Linked DNA regions of Mus musculus: region 1 is linked to region 2. A link is a contact called in public HiChIP or PLAC-seq data. All regions are on one chromosome and are shown on one strand. The core of a region is the stretch at or near the end of the contact, and the rest is flanking DNA. Distances in the headings are between cores, read along the strand shown. Region 1 overlaps Cbx5 (chromobox 5). Region 2 holds the start of Atp5g2 (ATP synthase, H+ transporting, mitochondrial F0 complex, subunit C2 (subunit 9)).

The links. HiChIP or PLAC-seq counts read pairs in DNA pulled down with a chosen protein or histone mark.
Region 1: a contact with region 2 is called in an H3K27ac HiChIP or PLAC-seq map of extraembryonic endoderm stem cells. The contact joins the enhancer-like site here to the promoter of Atp5g2 in region 2. A contact is called at or near these places in 5 of 39 promoter capture datasets (the C10 cell line, cranial neural crest, hippocampal neurons and 1 more), 1 of 15 datasets of contacts at CTCF or cohesin (the NIH/3T3 cell line), 2 of 484 Hi-C or Micro-C datasets (embryonic stem cells and forebrain), 10 of 115 datasets of contacts at active chromatin or transcription factors (craniofacial prominence, embryonic basal ganglia, embryonic stem cells and 4 more) and 2 of 9 other capture datasets (adipose tissue and embryonic stem cells).

The regions. Positions count from the first base shown.
Region 1 is chr15:103,218,417-103,225,257 of GRCm38.p6, forward strand. All of the region lies in intron 1 of Cbx5 (chromobox 5), which reads right to left. Among named protein-coding and RNA genes, the nearest start is that of Cbx5, 18 kb to the right of the region's middle. Within about 2 kb of position 3,150, at least 84 of the 459 cell types and tissues checked have an H3K27ac peak or open chromatin away from gene starts, as enhancers often do. A contact at or near this core is called in the NIH/3T3 cell line, extraembryonic endoderm stem cells and trophoblast stem cells, where this site is marked.
Region 2 is chr15:102,669,224-102,675,248 of GRCm38.p6, forward strand. It overlaps Atp5g2 (ATP synthase, H+ transporting, mitochondrial F0 complex, subunit C2 (subunit 9)), which reads right to left and starts at 1,824. Exons shown (of 5, transcript NM_026468.2): 1 at 1,795-1,824. It overlaps Mir688 (microRNA 688), which reads right to left and starts at 2,643; the gene lies at 2,569-2,643.

The DNA of each region.
Region 1 (6,841 bases), core at 1,900-4,399, 550 kb after region 2:
GGTCTTTTGCTCCTTCCCTCTTTAAAGGACAGCTTCTCTCTGTTTCCCCAATTGTCTTGTAACTCACTAATATTTTCTCTCTCTCTCTCCCCCCCCCGCCTCCCTCCCTCCCTGAGACAGGGTTTTTATGTGTACTTCTGGAACTCTCTATGTGGACCAGGCCTCCGCCTCTAATGTGGCTTCCCGAGTGCTGGGATTAAACATGTGTACCACCTTCCTGGGGAACTAACAATTTAAATCAGACTGGTCTTGAACTCATAGATCTATATCTGTTTGTCTCTGCATCCTAAGTGATGGGATTAGAGGTATGTAGCACTATGTCCAGCACTATCACAACTTTTCAAATTAAAAAAAGTGTGCATATATACACTATACATTATATAGTGCATACTATATATACTATGCATATTATACATGCTATATACAGTATATATACTATATATATACCACAGTATACTATATAATATATTCTTTAATATATAGTATAGTATATGCTACATAGTATATACTATAATATATATTATACTATGTACCATATTATATGTACTATATAATATATAGTATATGCATGGCATATGTATAGTGTGTGTGTGTATATACACACTAAACATATATGTATACATAGTACACATAGTAGAAGGAAGAGTATCTGCCAGTTCCCAAAGTGTGTCTTTTGTACACACAGTGTACAGTGTTTGGATGCCTGCATGCCATAGTGTGCATATGGAGAGCAAAAGACACACTTTGGGAACTGGCAGATACTCTTCCTTCTACTATGTGAGTTACAGACATTGAACACAGATCAGGCTTGACAGCAAGCACCTTTACTTACCAAGCCATTTCCCCAGTCAATGTAGCAGTGTTCTGCTACCAACACTCAGAAGGTAAAAAGAGAATTGTCACAAGTTGGAGGCCATCTGAGCTACAATAAGACTAACATAAAAACAAAATGAGGTCTGGAGACATGGCTCACTTGGTAGAGCTTGCTGCTCTTCCAGAGGACTCTCAGCATCCATGTTAAGTGGCTGACAACTATTTGTAATTTCATCTTAAGGGGATCTGATGTCTTCTTCTGGTTTCTATGTGCACCCCCATGTGTACTGCATATGTGCATGCACAGGCACGCACATGCACACAAATACACACCAAAAAACAAAACTAAACCAAAATCCCAAGACTGTTTTTGTTTTTCTTTTTTTGTTTGTTTGTTTTTTCAAGACAGGGTTTCTCTGTATAGCCCTGGCTGTCCTGGAACTCACTTTGTAGACCAGGCTGTCCTGGAACTCAGAAATCCGCCTGCCTCTGCCTCTGCCTCTGCCTCCGAGTGCTGGGATCAAAGGCGTGTGCCACCCCGGCAAGACTGTTTTTTGAGACAGGTTCTGAATAGCTCTGGCTGTCCTGGAACTCACTTGTAGACCAGGCTAGCCTCAAACTCAAGAGATCCACCTGCCTCTGCTTCCCCAGTGCTGGGATTAGAGGTGTATATCACTATGCCTGGCCTCATCTTTTCTTTAATTAAAGAATATGAAAATATAACCAGAGAAAATCAAATATGGTCAAAGTAGTAATTTGCCAGGTACAATTGCTCTTGAGCAAATAACCTTTATATTAAACCTCAGCATTACTGAAATGAACAAATAGCTGGGAGCAGCGGCAAAGGCCTATAATCCCAGCACTTGAAAAGGTAGAGAGGTAGGGGCAGGTAGATTCACTGTTAATAGCCAACCTGGTTTACACAGTGAATTTCAGGCCAGCCAGATCTACATAGCAAGATCTTGTTTCAAACAAAACAAAACAAACAAACAAACAAACAAGCAAGGACTACATAGATAGCTCAGCACTGAAGAACACTGGCTGCTCTTCCAGAGTACCAGGATTGATCCCTAGCACCCATTGGTGGCTTTACAACTGTTTGTAACTCTAATCCCAGAGGATTTGACAACCTCTGGGTTTGACTTCTGCTAGTACAATGGACCTGGAGTACACAGACATACACACAAAATAAAAATAACTAAAAAACAGAGTAATAATCTTCATGGCCTACATACTAGGGAAATGGCTGGATTTATATTAAGAGCTATATTATGGGGAGCAATTGAGATGGCTCAGCTTGCTATGCAAGCCTGATGATGACCCAAGTTTGATCCCTGGATCCCACAAAAGTGGAAAAGAGAACATTGACACTACAAGCTTGTCTTCTGACCTCTATTCCTTGCCATGGTGTGAATACTCCACTACAGAGTATGCTCATGTGTATGTGTGCATGCACAAAACAACAAAAGTAAATTCAACAAAGGACAACATATTCTTGTTATTTACCTTTATCCTTATAAAACTCTAGGAAATAAAAAGGTTCAGATCTACTAACTGTTTATCTGTAAGAGCAGCCTGAAGGGCATGTGAACCAAGGCCCCTTTCTCTATGGGAAATGGGTTTTGTAACAGCTGACAAATCAAATTGGGCCTGATGCCAGGAGTCAGAGTCCAACCATAATATACTTTAAAGAATGGCATACAACTGTCTTATAAATCTCTTGGACGGTCACAGATCAGAAGCTGGCAAGGATGACGACATAGTTCTGATGGAATGTGTCTTATCTTAACCTTGAAGTTACAGATCTGCTCAGGAGCTGCAGTTAGAAATGAGAAATGCACTCAGACATGGGAGGGGACATAATTCTCTTTTAGACAGTGCAACCCAGTGTATTAGGGTCAAATGAAACACAAAGCCAGACGGACAATTTAAGGCTAGTCCCTGTACCAGATAAAGCATCGGGACTGGTGGATCAAGCTGAGCCTGGGAAGGAGAAGCATTCCAGTATTAGAAATGAGATACAGCCGGCAGGATGATGGAGCGATTACAGCAGAATCCTGATACTATGGCAGAAGAAAAGAGGACAAGCAACCGTATCCTTATGGAAATCTTCATGGGAAGGACTGAGGAACTTCTCAGGTTTCTAGAGAGCCTTTTCAAGCAAAACAGCTTTCAGTCTTCTCTTAAATACTAATGGAGTATATACCATAGATTGCAGCAATTAGAACCCATAGGGCTAAGAAAAGACTGGTACCAACAGACCTTCCTATAAGTGACATAAGGCAAATTCACCCTATAGGCTCCTCAGCCAGAGATGTGGACAGAAATCAGTCTTGGGAAAGCAAGAAAGAACTTTGTGGTCAGGCTGAGTCAAACCCACATTCCAAACCACTGACAAGGGATTATTTAAAGGTTGAATCTTCAAAATACAAGATATGTGTGTGTGTGTGTGTGTGTGTGTGTGTGTAGGGGGGTGTTGCAGAAAGAAGAGAAGGGATGACACACACCTTTAATTCGAACACTGGGAAGGTAGAAGCAGACCCATCACTGTGATTTCCAGAACAGCCAGAGCTACACAAAGAAAAAAAAAGGGGGGGGGGGGGGGGAGAGGACACAAAATTCTAGAGTAAAGAAATCTGCTGGTCCCTATCAATCCAGAATAATAGGTATAATGGCTAACTGTTAGCATTAAGCAATTACTGAGCCAAACTCTCCACAAAGTCCCTGCTCAGCTCTAGTCTTCTTAAAGGAGCATGGCATAGCAGGCACATTATTTTTTTCATTGCCAATTAAAGAAACAAAGCAATATGGATAACTAACTGGTGAATACTTCACTGAATTACCAAATTATTTGGTTGTAGTATCCAGATGCATAATCAATGAATTCTCTATTTTTGGATCACAATAAGAATCTGTAAGCTGGCTGGTAAGATGGCTCAGTGGGTAAGAGCACCCGACTGCTCTTCCGAAGGTCAGGAGTTCAAATCCCAGTAACCACATGGTGGCTCACAACCATCTGTAATGAGATCTGACTCCCTCTTCTGGAGTGTCTGAGGACAGCTACAGTGTACTTACATATAATAAATAAATAAATCTTTAAAAAAAAAAAAAAAAAAGAATCTGTAAGCCACAACTAATGGTGTACACCTTTTATCCCAGCGCTCAGGAGGCAGAGGCAGGTGAGTCTCTGTAAGTTTAAGACCAGTTTGGCTTACTTTGTTTTTTGTTTTTTTGTTGTTTTTTTTTTTCAGTTTTTCGAGCCAGGTTTCTCTGTATAGCCCTGGCTTTCCTGGAACTCACTTTGTAGACCAGGCTGGCCCCGAACTCAGAAATCTGCCTGCCTCTGTCTCCAAGTGCTGGGATCAAAGGCGTCCACCACCACACCCGGCTAAAGATTTATTTATTTATTTATTTATTTTTATATAAGTACACCATTGCTGTCTTCAGACACTCAAGAATAGGGCATTGGATCCCATTACAGATGGTCGTGAGCCACCATGTGGTTGCTAGGAATTGAACTCAGGACCTCTGCAAGAATAGTCGGTGTTCTTAACCTCTGAGCCATCTCTCCAGCCCCAAACCAGACTTCCAGGAAACAGCCAGGCTTGTTACACAGAGAAACCTTGTCTTGAAACAAAAAAACAAAACAAAACAAAACGGCAGCAAAAATTCTCCAGATAGCAAGCTCTAGCTAAAGAGAAGGGAAGGGAAAAACGTGCAAATCTCCCTCTTATCACACAAAATATGCCATTGATCAAAAGCTTCAGATGGCCCAAGGTTCCTCCCCTTTATATACAGTCAAGTATGTTGTCCTTCAATTTACAGTAATCTTCCTGCCTCTGCCTCCCTAGTTCTGGGATTACTGGCACATACCACTATACTCAAAGAGAAATCGAAATTTCTTCTCTAAAACCCTTGAGGGAAGACACCAGTTCAGGGTAGCTGGGCATGGTAGTGTGTGCCTATAGTCCTCCTGTACTTCTCTGGACGGGGAAGCACAAGAGCAGCATAAGCAAGAGGCTAGCTGGGCTATAGTATAAAAAAGACTAAAACTAAAACAAACTCTGCAGGTGATGGGAAGCTTCAATTGTTAGCAACAGTCCTAACTTCTAGGAGTGTTCTATACAGTCACAGCAAATAAACAGACACAAACAGTCAAACTTACAGAACCACTTTAATCTGCTCATGTTTTTTGTTCTTTATGCATATTTAAGTACCAATGATCTTAAGTATGTAACACAAACATCATAAAGACATTTTCTTGCACTGGATTTATAATTTCTAAAGTTTGGTCATGTGGCATTTTAACAAGAACATAGCACAGCTGCACACTATGGCTGACCAGGTTGTCCCAGTTTTTGTTACATGGACTGGTAATTATCACCCACTTACACCGGAAGCATATGAACACCCAAAGTAGAAGTCAAAAGCTTTTAAAATGTCCAAGTAAGAGACTGAATTAGAAAAGAGTTGAGGAGGATTAACTGTGGCCAATAACAGCACTATCATTAACAAGCCACATACAGGAAACACAAACTTTATTACTCTACAGAGTAATACAGAAAAGTGCCCTCCCTGAGGCTAGCAGTACAATTCATCCTTTAAAAACCAGACTAAACATAAGTGGATGCTCAGTCAGCTATTGGATGGATCACAGGGCCCCCAATGGAGGAGCTAGAGAAAGCAACCAAGGAGTAAAGAGATCTGCAACCCTGTAGGTGCAACAACATTATGAACTAACCAGTACCCCGGAGCTCTTGACTCTAGCTGCATATGTATCAAAAGATGGCCTAGTAAGCCATCACTGGAAAGAGAGGCCCATTGGACACGCAAACGTTCCCCAGTACAGGGGAAAGTCAGAGCCAAAAAGTGGGAATGGGTGGGTAGGGGAGTGGGGGGGGGGGGCGGGTATGGGGGACTTTTGGGATAGCATTGGAAATGTAATTGAGGAAAATACATAATAAAAAAAATTAAAAAAAAAAAACAGACTAAGCAGCTGAGGGTGGAGCCTGTAGTAAAGGGAATGGGTTTTTGTTGTTGTTATTTGTTTATTATGTATACAGCATTCTTCCTGCATGCATACCTGCAGGCCAAAAGAGGGCACCAGATCCCATTACAGATGGTTGTGAGCCACTATACGGTTGCTAGGAATTGAATCCGGGACCTCTTGAAGTGCCCTTAACCTCTGTGCCATCTCAAAGCCTGTAAAGGGAATGTTTAATGTGCAAAGTTCTAAGCTCAATTACTAGACTATCTCCCCAAAATGAAACACTAATTGTTTCCACCAACTAATAACTGCATTGAGGCTGGGTACTATGGATTCTATAAAGCCTACTGCTACAATCAACAAAAGAGCAAAGAATCTTTATTTGAGCCGGGCGTGGTGTCGCACGCCTTTGATCCCAGCACTTCCAGAGGCAGAGAGGCAGAGGCAGAGAGGCAGAGGCAGGTGGATTTCTGAGTTCGAGGCCAGCCTGGTCTACAGAGTGAGTTCCAGGACAGCCAGGACTACACAGAGAAACCCTGGCTCGAAAGCCAAAAAAAAAAAAAAAAAAAAGAAAAGAAAGAAAGAAAGAAAGAAAGAAAGAAAGAAAGAAAGAAAGAAAAAGAATCTTTATTTGATTTTTGTTTTTGAGTCAAGGCCTCATTCTGACTAGTACCTTAGATGGACAATCTTCCTGCCTGTTTCCAGAGCACTGGGATTATAGGTGTTACCCAGTTTCCCTTTCTTTTAGATTATGTCACAGACCTTGTTAAAGGCCACTCTATAATTCCATTTGGATGTTTATGCCCCCTCCCCAACTCTGACCTTTCTTTAAAATACAGAGTACTACAATGTAGCTCTGGCTGGCCCAGAAAGCAATGACAGATTCCCTGTATGTACTTCCCTAGTCTGGGGACTAAAGGGGTGTGCTAACATACCCAGTTGACCATTCTCCCAAACAAAGGAGAGTTGGAAATTAATAAAGATGGATTAAGTCAGGTGGTGGTGGAACCTGAGAGGCAAAGCAGGTGGATCTCTGTGAGT
Region 2 (6,025 bases), core at 574-3,073:
CTCTCTGAAGTTTGAATAGCCCATAAACTAAGATGCTCAAAGTATAGGCCTGTTAAACACTACTCCCTTAAGTACACTGGACGCAACCTGTCCAAGGCAGATATGCTACTTGTAAATCCTGAATTTTACTTTTAGACCAATGTTTGTCTTCAGGCTGGCTCTATCTAAAACTTTACTTTTTGCTGGATTCGGTGGAACACATCTATCATCCCAGCACTCAGAAGGCAGAGAGGCAGACAGAGCTCTGTGAATTCTTGGCTACACAGTGCGACCCTGTAACAAACTCCTCCCTTTTGTCTTTATGCAACCTAAACCCAGATTTGATGCCCACCTACTCAGGTTTAATTGAGTCGAAACCCAGTACTTCTTTAAAACTTTTGCAATAGAGGCTTAAGCTGGGTTGATGGCTTAGATGATGGTGCCTGCCACACCCCGTGCGCTGGGTACCTATGGAAGCAGGTGGCCTGAAGCTGACTGGCTTGCAATCAGAGTCGATGAGCTTCAGGTCAGTAAGACATCCTGTCTCGAAAGGTGAGGGTGGAGTGGAAATGCCCCCCACATTAACCTCTCAGCATGCATGCATACATGTCACCATACACGTGAATAAAGGGAGGTCTGAAGTTAGGCATGGTGGTATGTGCAAGTGATCCTAGCACTGGGGAGGCTGATGCAGAAGGATCATAAATTTGAGGTAAACGTGGGTTAGAGTCAAGAAGCCAAAATAAAATGGAAGACGTTTTTCCAAAAACAAGTTTTAACATGGTAACTTATAAAATGTAGTTCTGGCAATACTCTAATTACTGCCCAACCCACTGCTTGCTTGCAGAGAACTCAGTAAACAATTCTTAAAAAAAAAAAAAAGTAGGGGAATTAAATTTAATAGTTTACAAACATATGGAATAGTATAATCTGTTGCTGGTGTGTAATAAACCCAAGCGTATCATTCGGCGAGCCCTTCCAGTGGTCACTTAATATGGGCAAGCCCACACCAGAGCAATGAAACCCTCCACAATGAGAATTCCCCACTTAACCATTCCGTTCCTTAAACCTTCCCACTAGCTGGCAGGTATAAATTCTAAAGCTCGTATTGCTCCCATCTTCTGGGCTTGCTGCCTAACAGAAACCTCCATTTCCACCATTTAAGATTTTATTTCTAACTTCATTAGTATGTCAGGGCCTTCATTAGAGGCAACCAGTTTCTAAGGGAACAGGCCTCGCTCAGGCCTCACTCCTGCCACCTGTGCACAGGCCGGTTAGCCTGTTCTGTTACTCTCTACCACGTTCAGTTTATTTCAAACTGAAGGATGCTGACTAGGGAGATGATGGCTTTGGACGGTGAACTAGCTTGACTGCGCCAGAGGTCCTGAGGTTCAAAGTCTGCAAGCTTCAAAAAAATAAAAAATAAAGGCTATTTTGATTCAGGATGACAAGGGGAGGCAAAGGTAGGAGGGGAGAGTCTGGGGTCATGACAATGGTGAAAGGCGTGTGGGTGAGCGAAGAGCACCCATAAAAGCCTTGGTTCGCGCCCGGAGAGAACACGCTCGCCAGCATCTGCCTTTCGCCGGCCGCAGAGCCCCCAACCCCCGTGAGACACCCAAGATGGCGCCAGGCCCGCGCGGTTAGAGGTCATCGGCACGAGGAAGGGGTAGCCCTCCGCGTGGGGATGCCGGGACCGCGAGGGCTCAGGGACCCGCGTGGGAGCTAGCAAGGTCAGGGCGGCCACGCGTCCTCGCAAGGGGTACTGCTGCGCGCGCCTGCGCGGCACGAAGAGGACGCGAGGCCTCAAGGCCTTACCTGCTCCCAGGGCAGAGAAGACAGAGAGGGGCGGGGGCGCGGGAAGCGCGAGGGAAGGCTCTGCGCATGCGCGGCCGGAGCCAACGAGTCGCTTTTCTCCATGGATAGAGTGGACACAAGCTAGAGGATCGGCCGGGACGCCACAGCTCCCTCTGCCAGGTTGGTGGTGTCTTGGGGGACAAGCACTCCACCTGGCGTCCAACAGGAGAAACTGCAAAAGGAGCCCACCGTGCACGGAAGAGCCGCCAACTCTTGCTGATCTGCAACGTGGTGGAACTGTGGACTGCACAGCATTTTTGGAGTCTTGGACTCGAGTCCCCTTTCCGAGCATGCGCAAAGTTAAGGAAAAAAAAAAAAACCAAAAAACACCCTACCCAGTCTACTCGGAAATTGTTTATAGCATACAGTAGGGATTGGGGTTCAGTGCCTAAAATGTAGCAGGGGAAAATAAAATCACAGAACTCTTGGCTTCTTGTCACCCTCAGGACACTGGCAACGTTGGGTGGGAGATGGGAACTGGCCCAATGCTATTAGCAAAATGCCATGGCAGTTTCTGCTTTAACTTATTTTTATTTTTGTTTTCCCTATCTCGTTGATGAGCAAAGCATGAAAAAAACCCAGCATCTTCGAGTCATAAGACTGGGGGGGTAAACAAGGCCTGATTCTCCCTTTTGTGAGTCCTGGGATCAATTAGGGATAACCGCACCTGTGGCCTGCAGTAGGGGTGCGAAGTCACCCCAGGCGACCAGTTTACCTCCTGTCGGACTTGCTGGGGGGCGAGCTGGAATAAGTAGTCGCCTGCGAGGTGCTCTCCCCAAGCAAGCCCCTACTTTTCTTCACTGCCCTTTCGCCCGTCCCTCCCCCAGTGGCGGTGGGCGGGGGCTTTCCTGCGCTAGTCCTGGAGCAGGCCTTTGTGTACACGCAGGAACGCACGAGCCTAGCAGACGGCTGCAAGGCTGACCCAGCCCCTTAGCCCGGCTGTCCGGTTAGGGTGCTTGGACGCAGCGCGAGAAAGACGGGAAGAGCTCACCAAACCCCCATAAAAAAATAAAAAGAAAGCCGCGGCTGTAAATAAAGGCAAATCCGCCACCCTCTGAGGGGCCGTTTGTCCTCCCCTCCTTGGCCCCGTCCTTCCCGCCACCCCCTCCCGGCCCCCGGCCCCGCGGCGCCCCGGCCCCAAGCTCCTCCATTTAATCGGATTTGGGAGAAGGGGAGGATAAATCACGGCAGCAGCTTTACGGTCCCGGAGGAGAGGCGAGCCGCAGCCAGGCACACCCCGGCCGGCGATAAAAACCGCCGCTGAAAGCCCACGGAGCAATTTCCCGGGACCCCGAGCGACGCCATTACAGGAATGTAATTTTGCCCGGATGAGGCCCCGAGTTTAATTATCCTCGCGGAGGAATTTCAATGCGGCCAATCCATCTTGCAGGCGGGCGGCAGAGGGATTTATATGGGCCCGTTATTTCACACCGATCCTCCATCTGCATTTTTATGGCCCTGAGCTCCTGAAAGGGAGGGAAAGTGTGGGGAGAAATGGAAGAAGAGGGTGGAGGACTCCCCGCCTTTCCTAAACCTTGGATTTCAGCTGGATTAGGATGCTCGCAGGTTCTCCTGAGGTCCCCAAATCTCCCTCCAGTGCCAGTTGTTGACCTGGGCAGGGGCAGAACCGGGATCTTTAGGAAGCAACAGGTATTTTTCCAAGTACTAAGCAGTGTGAGATGCCGTGTGAGAAAAGGCAAACCCGCCACCCTCTGAGGGGCCCAGGCTAGCAGGGCTTAGGAGTTGGTCCCTTGAGGTTCCCTGAACACCCCGCTCCGCCAAAAACTGAATTCTTTGTAGCTCTTAGTTTCATACCCTAAGAGGCACAATCTATAGTTCTTAGGAGCTGCCGCCACCAAATGGTGTTGCAGCTGTTGGTTGCGACAATTTAGAGATCTCGTATATATATCGCTAACAAAATCCCGGAGGAGGATGAATCAGAGAAAGGGCCTGTGAGGAGCTAACCCTGGCTTCTCCTAAAAGTTACTGCAGAGTCTGATAATTCCCTGGCCCGAGTGGTAGGATTTAGTTAGACAAACCTGAGTTCCCAAATCACATGTGACCTTGGGCAAGTTATTTAACCCTTTTAAGTCATTTTTCCCCTCTCCTTTTAAAATTGGGTATAATAACAGCGCTTACCCTGCAGCCTATATTGAGATAATAATGTACATGAAGCTTTTAGCAGAGGGCTTGGTACTCAGTAAAAGTTCAATAATCGCCATAATCATTATCGTTAGTATTATAGTTACGATCACTGCAATTTAATTCTGTCATGCTCCCGTGAGACTGTTTATTGTGAAGGGTCCTTGCACGGTTATCTCCTGAAAGAGATTCAAATATTACAAAACTTTTTCAATCACATAAATCATGCAAAACCAGTTAGTTGACATAGTGATGGGTAATCTGTGAAGCTGAAAATCCTGAGGGCTTCTGCAACAAGGTTTAAAGCAGGAAATTAGACAATAAGAGAGCAGGGGCATGCCAAAAAACTGAATTGAGGCACGTGAGGGAGTGGGGTCTAGGGATATTCTTAACCCTGGGCTTGGGAAGGGTCCTTCTCTCAACAACTAGGGAACCTGCGGTCCTGGGAGGAAAGGGTGTGGAGCGAGAACCATCCCTTCCAATCAGTCCCGGTCTCTTCCGGACCAGGCCATGTAACAAGGTTGGTCTGATTGGCCAGTTTTCCTAATGACTTCTAGTGGCAAATTCTAACTGGTTAGCAGCCTCCCTGCAGTAGAGTGACGGAGAAATGAGATTGATCTTTCCTTTCCTCCGATTGGTTAACAACCCTCAGGGGAACAGAGACCTCTTTTAATTGACCGGTAGGTTAGGAGGAGGTTTGGCATCCCACGTATCGAAATTCCATGAGTTCTTTTCCTCAAAGGTCACCAAGAAAGAATCTTGATTGTCTTGAATATATTTGCCTTTGGCCGGGAGACAGAGTAGTTAAGAGAAGAAAAAAATCAAAATCATACAGGCACAGCTAGCTCTGTTCAATATGAAACCTCAGACAGGAGGATTCACAGGAAGAAACATAAAAGGGACCGACCGAAGGTATAAAAGATGTCAAGTGATGAGATGGAGAAAAGGGAGATGTTGATCAAAGGATACAAAGTTACAGTTTGAAGAAAGACGGTTTAGTAACTTGGCAGTTAACTACATTTAATGTGTTGGATATTTCAAGGCTGCTGAAATAAATTTTAAGGTTTTCTCTGACATATACAAATGAATTGACTGGATAAAGTGTATGTTAATCAGCTACATAGAGTCTTTCTATAATGAATATGTAGATCAAAACATCACATTATGCCCATAAATATACACTTTTTTTGTTTGTTTTGAGCCAGAGTCTCTCTACTCAGCCCTGGCACTCATTATGTAAATCAGACTGCCCTCAAACTTGCACCTGTCTCTGCTTTCTGAGTGCTGGGATTCAAGACCCATGTGCTACCACACCCTGATCAATAAACACAATTATTATTTGTCAGTTAAAAATATTTCCAGAGAGCCAGGTGTGATGTGTCTTCAATCCCAGTACTTGGGAGGCAAAGCTCTGTGATTTTAAGGCTAGCCTGGTCTACATAGTAAGTTCTAGGACAGCCAGATCTAAATAGAGAGACCCTGTCTCAAAAAACAACACACACACACACACGTGTGTGTGTGTGTGTGTGTGTGTATATGTATGTATGTGTATGTATATGTGTGTGTATAAAGGGTTGCATAGTTTATTTCTTATTCTGATGATTTAAAAGCAAGCTATGTAATTTTGCTAGAGGCAGTGAGCACAGAATGAACTCCTGGCTTGGAGGAAGCCGCTCAGGAGCCCAGTTCCAGCTCTACTACTACTACTGAGCTGAGTGACTACTGAGTTACTCCATCTCTCAACACTCTATTTTCCAAGTTTAAAAGAATTTACAGAAGGAAGAACCTATCCAGTGTTAACTTTCCAAAAGTCTTTCCTTTTACAACTTTTATGTCTTTGTACTTCAGCAATGACTCCTTCTTGGTCTTGAGCTCCTTTCGTACTTGCTTTTTGATGCTGGGGATTTGAACCCAGAGCCTCCAGCAGACAAAGCTGTATATTTCTAGCACTGAGATCTACCTCAAGGCCATTTGTGATAGTTAATGTCAACCTCCTGGTTAGACTCCTGGGGCTGAGATGGATACTGGTCTCTGACTGATGGCTTTGCTC